2 separate regions of the Anas platyrhynchos genome follow, and region 2 is linked to region 1. A link is a contact called in public Hi-C data. All regions are on one chromosome and are shown on one strand. Each heading gives the region's core, a stretch centred on a gene start, on an enhancer-like site or on the middle of the called end of the contact. The rest is flanking DNA. Distances are from core to core; before and after follow the strand shown. Region 1 overlaps ZEB2 (zinc finger E-box binding homeobox 2). Region 2 overlaps ZEB2 (zinc finger E-box binding homeobox 2).

Region 1 (3,284 bases), core at 634-3,133:
AAAGTGAGAGGGATTTTTAATCATCTGGTAAAGACTACATATATGTATTTAGGGGGAAATATAAATATATATATATATAGTCAGCTCTCTTCCCTGGGAAAGTAACGCAGTTTTGCTCTTTTTCACCTTTAAAGAGGGAACGGGTCTGACAGCGTTGCCTGGTCCTCGCTAGGCAGCTCCCTTGCATGCACTGAACAAGATTTGGAATTATTTGCAAAGAAGTGAAATTCCATCAGGGGCGGAGGGGGGAACAGCCCCGATTTGTCCAATAACCTATTAAAAATTAATTCCTACCCCATCCCGCTCAGCGCCCCCCAACAGAGGGGAAATGAACTAACATATCTGAGGAAATATTTGTTTTGCTTCTCGCGTAATTATCTTTGCAGCTGATCGTCCCTCTGTTTTTATTATTATTATTATTATTTATTTATTTTGAGCGTATCAAAATACGCTCCCATGGCTAGGAAAGACCCTCTCAGTCACTTCTCTTCCCAACTAAAGGGCACGACCACCCCCTCAAGGAGGGCAGCCTGGCTTGCTGGCGGTGCAAACCCCTGCCCAGCACCTCTTTGTTCCCAAACACCTTTCCCCTCCCTGGCCCTTGGTTATATTTTTCCCCCCCATCCCCAACCCTGTTTGTTGGGCCAGGCTTGGGATGCTCGCTCCCTAAGGATGCACGGGGGGGGTCGGGTGGTCTTGGGGGGTCTGGAGGGGTCTGGGGGGGTCTGGGCACGGCAGCCCCGGGTGCTGAGCCCGCTCCCCCTGCCTGCCCGCCGCTGCTGTCAGCTCGCTGCCTGCACTTTAGCTGTCTCTTTCCCAGTCCCTACCCTGTCAGTTTCTGGCCTGCCAATTTCAACTTGAAGCTTGACTGGGCTGATTTGATGCAAATACCTCCAGGGAAAACCCTGAAACTGATGAACAGTTATGTCAAGTCGATTTTGCACCATCGGGAAAAGGTAACCTCTGCGAGAAAAAAAAACAACAAGGTTAAAGAGACAAGGGCTTTTCACGTGTAATACCACTGCTGCACATCTCGTTCACTGTTTACCATCCCTCAGAAATTGTAACTGTCAGAATTAGTCCTAATTGCAGATGCGAAAGCTGCCATTATAATAAAAACAGAGGCAGTGCAGGCATTAAATGTAGCAGCCTAATTTGTGAGACTACTGAAAAGGTAGAGTAAATGAATATTTCATTACTTTAATTACCAGGGACTACTCTTTTCTTGCTGTCTTATGATAAGTGTTGCTGTAACTAGCAACAGCAAACATCCACTAAAACATAAAGTGCAATAATAGTACTGCTGTCAGGATCGCTGCTTTAAAATACGAGCGGGGGGGCCGGGGAGGGGAGGGGGGGGATATATAATGCTTTATCTATTTCTTAGAGATTCGCAGGAGATGGAAACTCATTGCACGTCAAAAAACAAAGAGGCGAGTAAACAGGTTTTAGCCGAGGAAAACACCGGCCGGGAGGAGGGGGGGAGCTGAGGACACGTCTCGAAGCCCTCACTGGGGGGGGGGAGGCGGTAAGGGGCCGTTCCTCGTTATCCCCCCCCCCTTAAATTATCCCCCCCCCCGTGAGCCAAGTTTGGGGCCGCGCCGAGCGGAGCCGCGCTGGGGAGGGGGCGGCCCCCGTGGGGGCGGCCACGGAGCCCCCCGGGGTTTGTGCGGGGCTGGGGGGAACCGGCAAAGGGCTCCTGGAGGCGGGGGGGGGTCTCTGGGATCCCCCTGCCCGCCCCACCGGGGGTCCTCAGACCGTGCCCGGTGCCGGTCCCCAGCGCAGCGCCCCCCCCCCCGCCCCGTCGGGGCTCCCCCGTGCCCCGGCCCCGGCGCAGCTCCCTCCCCGACGGTCCCAGGCAAATTTGTCAACAATTCGCAGCCACTCTGGTAATTGCATTCCTGGAATCCGCAGCGATGGATGCGCAGATAGGGAGGGAGGAGGGAGGAGAGAGGGAGGGAGCCTCGCTGCTGCCCGCAGCGCCCCGGCCCTCGCTCCCTTCTCCCACGCGTGTCCCCCCCACACCTGGAGACGGGGGGGTCTCTGGGGACCCCACTCGTGTCCTCTCCCCTGATCCTAACCCCCCCAGCTCCTCTCGGCAGCCCCGGTGTCCTGCCCCGGCCCCGAAAATATGCAAGGCTTTGCGGCGGCGCCGAGAAGCAGGACAAAGTTTAACTTCTCCGCTGGCAGCCGGAGAATAAGTGGCGGGCAGAATTGGAGCAAAAGATCTGATTTGCTGAATTCTGCTCTTTGATTTGTGTGTTTGTGTGTTATTGCTACCGCTAAGGTTGTTGCCAACCTCAATTAGATCACAAATGAGATCAGTTTAATTCAGCTCCCAAACTGTGACCTGACCATGGTCTGAAAGTATTCAAACCCGCGTTTTAAGCCTTCCTTTGATTTCCAAAAGGAATACTGCATGCTTGGTCATTCATACAAATAACATAAAACGTAATTATGGGATGATTTGGCAGATGACGTCCCTGCCAAGCGGCTCTCCCTGCCAGCCGCCGCGGTGCTGGCCCGGTGGCGGTGCGGGGCTGAGCGCCCCGTCGGAGCCCCGAGGGGCTGCGGGGGACAGGCGACAGCGGCGGGGGCACCTCCCGGACCCCCCGGCCGGGAGCTGCTGCCTCGCCTGGGAGGGGAGAGGATCCGCGCCAGCGAACCTCCGGGAGGCTGCGACAAAGGGAGCTTGCAGCTTGACACACGGGTAACAGCATAGCAAACACCTTTAATTCTGTCACGTCTCATACCCTTTGCTTTCTCACACGTTTGTGGCTGCTCTAACATCGACACCTCCACTTTAAGGGGGGAAAAAAAAAGAAAAAAAGGAAAAAAAAAAAAAAAAGAACCCTCGACAACAAAAATCCTGAAACGAGGCAATCTTGTGCTGGAGCTAAAAAGAGAAACACCTGTAAAGTTATTCTCCTGAAAAAAATAAAATAAAATAAAATAAGCACCCCACGGGCTGCGTGGGAGAGCCTCCGAGCTGCACGGGGAGGCTGGGGGCCGGCCGAGATTTGGGGCAGAGGGCTCGGAACAGAGGGGAACCGAGGGCTGGGGAGGGGGGCGACGGTGGCGGTGCCCCCCTGCCCTGGCAGCACAAGGGCCGGTGAGGAGGCTGGAGTCAGGATAGAGGCAAGAATCAGGAGGCTGGAGGCAGGAGGATGGAGAACAGAGGCAGGAGGCGATGCTGCCCCCGGGCACCTCCCGCCTGCGCTCCCCTTGCGCGGTACCTGCGCGGGTTGCGGCCGCGCAGCGCGCAAGGAGTTAAGGCGCTTTGC
Region 2 (2,905 bases), core at 314-2,813, 36 kb before region 1:
AGGGGGAGTAGGGGAAGCTGGCCTGGCCGTGCCCTGGAATCTTCACCCCACAATTCTTCCTCTTCTGCAAGACCCCTGGAAAGGGAAAGGAGAAGCGGTCTGCCCTGCTCACCACTGGGGCGCCGGGGGCAAAACCAGAAGCTTCATGCAGGGCTGAGCAGATATGGGGCCAGCACTGCGGCTGCGTGATGCTGGCCCTCGAGGTGGCAAAGTCAAGTGCTTGAGTTCAGGAAATCCCATCTTCTGAGCCTGAACCTGTATACTCTAGCTTTTTCTTTTCTTTCTTTTTTTTTTTTTTTTTTTCCTACCAGGTGTCTCACTCAATCTATGCAAAAGAGGGCAAAATTAAGGCTTGGTGGCACCAGAAACACTCTGTTAGGGGATGGAACCGCTGCTCTTTTAGCATGGATTTTTGTTTCTGTGTGTGGCAGTGCCCATGAGAAGCTGCTCGCTGCCATGTGGAGTAACACCACCTCTGCAGTCTGCCTCAGAACAAGTGGGGAGCTTAAAATGGCTCAAAATTCGCCCTATCTGCTTGTGGCTCACGGTCAGCCGAAATGTTCATATTAGGCTGGTCCTCAGCGAGTGGAGAAGCCTTATCCTCGCAGCCAAAAGGAAACGCAGAGCTGGGCATAAGAGGCTGTTGAAACCACACGTCATGTTTGGGTTTGCTGTGTCATAATGATTTTATTCCGGTCAGGATAAGTCTTTCTGCAGCTGTTTTCCTATGGAGCTGATGGCAAAGGGCAGGGACTTGGCTGATACCAGGCAGAAGGGAAGAGCACCAAGAGGAGGAAGCTCCTTGCAGAGAAAACATCTCTGTTAAAAATGCATTTTTTTTTTACGCTTCTTTTTTTTTTTTTTAAGTTTCAGAGGCATTGCCCGTGGTTAAGAGGTAAAATAAGGGATGTGGAATGAGGCCTCAGACCTCAGGCCTACGAGTATTTTCCCTTTCTTTCAACCTTCTGTATTTTCCCTTTTCTAAATGCGGTATTGACAGGGGAGCCCCGGCCACAGCGCTGCGTGGGTGCTCCATCATCTCCTCACAGCTGGGGACACCCGGCCCTTCTCACCCCAATCCCTCGGTGGTGTGGCCCTACCGAGAGGCCAGGATGGCCTCATCCCCTAGAGGATGGGCCCAAATGGGTGCCAGTTAGATGCACCCAGATCTGTCCCCACGGGTGTGCTCCCTCCTGGGCCAGGTGCTGTCCCGAAACTCTCAGCTCGTTGCACAGCGGCTACGAAAGTCTCAAGGCCACCGGGGGGACAGTGCAGGCTTACCCAGGCCTACCTTGAGCTGACGAGGGGCACGTGGGTTTTTAACAGAAATTAAAAGTTATCTGCTCTTTTAATGCAGTGCAAAGTACGGCCCGGGTCAGGATTGCATTTCCCGGGAGAAAGTTAAACTTTCAAGGTTAATTTTGTTTCTGAACAACGTGTAAACTTTTTTTTTTTTTTTTTTTTTTTTGAGGCCTGTTTTTTTGCTGACTTACATCTTACGCCCGTGAATCCTGACCACAGGATCGGGACTGGAGACCTTGCATTTTGCAAAGCGGCACAATTTTTGGCGATAAAATAACCATTATATCAGCCCCGGGAACAAAGCAAGCTCGGGGACTGTGTGTGAAACTCCTCTCGCGCACAAAAAGGCAGCCCGCTTGGCACCCAGCTCCGCGAGGCAAGCGCATGAACCCGGGGTGAAAGGCCTTTTCTTCTGTTCCCGCTCCGCTCAGCCATCGAGTTCTGCTCATTCATTACCCCGAGTTAAGCTCTGCAAGCTTACAGTAAACCTCCGAGAGCTGGGTTTTGTACGGAGGAATTTTGCATTAAAGATTCGCTCACCCCCCGGCCTCTTCCCCCGAATCGCACACCTGATAGAAACCTTAAATCCCAATCTAGCCTGAAGTGCATTAATAGGAGCTTTGATTTTCTCTAAAAAGAAGAGAATTAGCTCCATAATCCTACTAGTTATACTTCTAACAATATTATTTTAAGACAATTAATTCATATTTTAAAATAATGAAATTACTAGCACAAGACACTAAACTTCTTTTAGTATATTAAATTGGGCAGATTGCTTCTCTCCTTCTAATTATGAATGTAGCAGTTACAAAAGAAACTGTCATTTTGATAGAGTAAAAGACAATCTGTCTGCCAAAAGTGTCCAACCATAATTCTAAAAAAAAAGTCATCTGCATCAAGAACATGCTACTTTGTTTGATGTACTGTCTTATTGGAAACCTAATTTGCTTTCAACCTCTGAGACAACACATAACATAAGTTTGTGTGACTAATTTTCTTGGAAATATGAGTAATTAGAATAAGGACCATTTCCATAGCAGGAACGGGCAGTTTTCAAAATTCTCAATAACCGCAGTAAGTTGTCTCCTTTTCCCTTTCAGCTGCTCGGTACAAGAGGGAGAGGGAAGAGCGAGGCACGGCTTTGCATAGCACAACGCCAGCCCCCGTGTAAATCGTGAACTCCTGCAAAGTACAGAAAGGTTTATTACCTGAGGTGAGCACTCCCAGAGCTCCCGGAGTATAAAGGCATTAGCCGTATGTTCTAACAAAGTAATAAAAATCAATAAACAGGAACCCCCCACCTGTGCTATGGCCCCAGTGTTAAGTTTTATACATGTAGTAATAGTGCATATCAATTTTCACCACCCTTCCTACGCTAGCTATTACAAGGCATACAACCACCGGAGGGACCGCGAGAGCAGTGCCATTCATCCCACAGAGTTGTCCAGATGCCAGCTCCATTGCATCATTGTCAATTTTATTCTATCTACAACTGGACAAGGCTGCGGCCCCGGCTCCTATCCACCCACTCAGCGCCGCAACAATTGCAAACTCTGTTCGACTGGTTAAAGAGTTTACCAGCCAGCTGAAAGAAAACAGAACA

What was found. Hi-C and Micro-C count contacts between places; a contact is called where the count stands out from the background.
Region 2: a contact with region 1 is called in a Hi-C map of skeletal muscle, with 2.4 times the contacts expected there. The contact joins two enhancer-like sites. A contact is called at or near these places in 2 of 8 Hi-C or Micro-C datasets (skeletal muscle and small yellow follicle).

What each region holds. Positions count from the first base shown.
Region 1 is chr7:4,348,205-4,351,488 of IASCAAS_PekinDuck_T2T, reverse strand. All of the region lies in intron 2 of ZEB2 (zinc finger E-box binding homeobox 2), which reads right to left. Among named protein-coding and RNA genes, the nearest start is that of ZEB2, 13 kb to the right of the region's middle. Within about 2 kb of position 1,883, at least 2 of the 8 cell types and tissues checked have an H3K27ac peak or open chromatin away from gene starts, as enhancers often do.
Region 2 is chr7:4,384,474-4,387,378 of IASCAAS_PekinDuck_T2T, reverse strand. All of the region lies in intron 2 of ZEB2 (zinc finger E-box binding homeobox 2), which reads right to left. Among named protein-coding and RNA genes, the nearest start is that of ZEB2, 49 kb to the right of the region's middle. Within about 2 kb of position 1,563, at least 5 of the 8 cell types and tissues checked have an H3K27ac peak or open chromatin away from gene starts, as enhancers often do.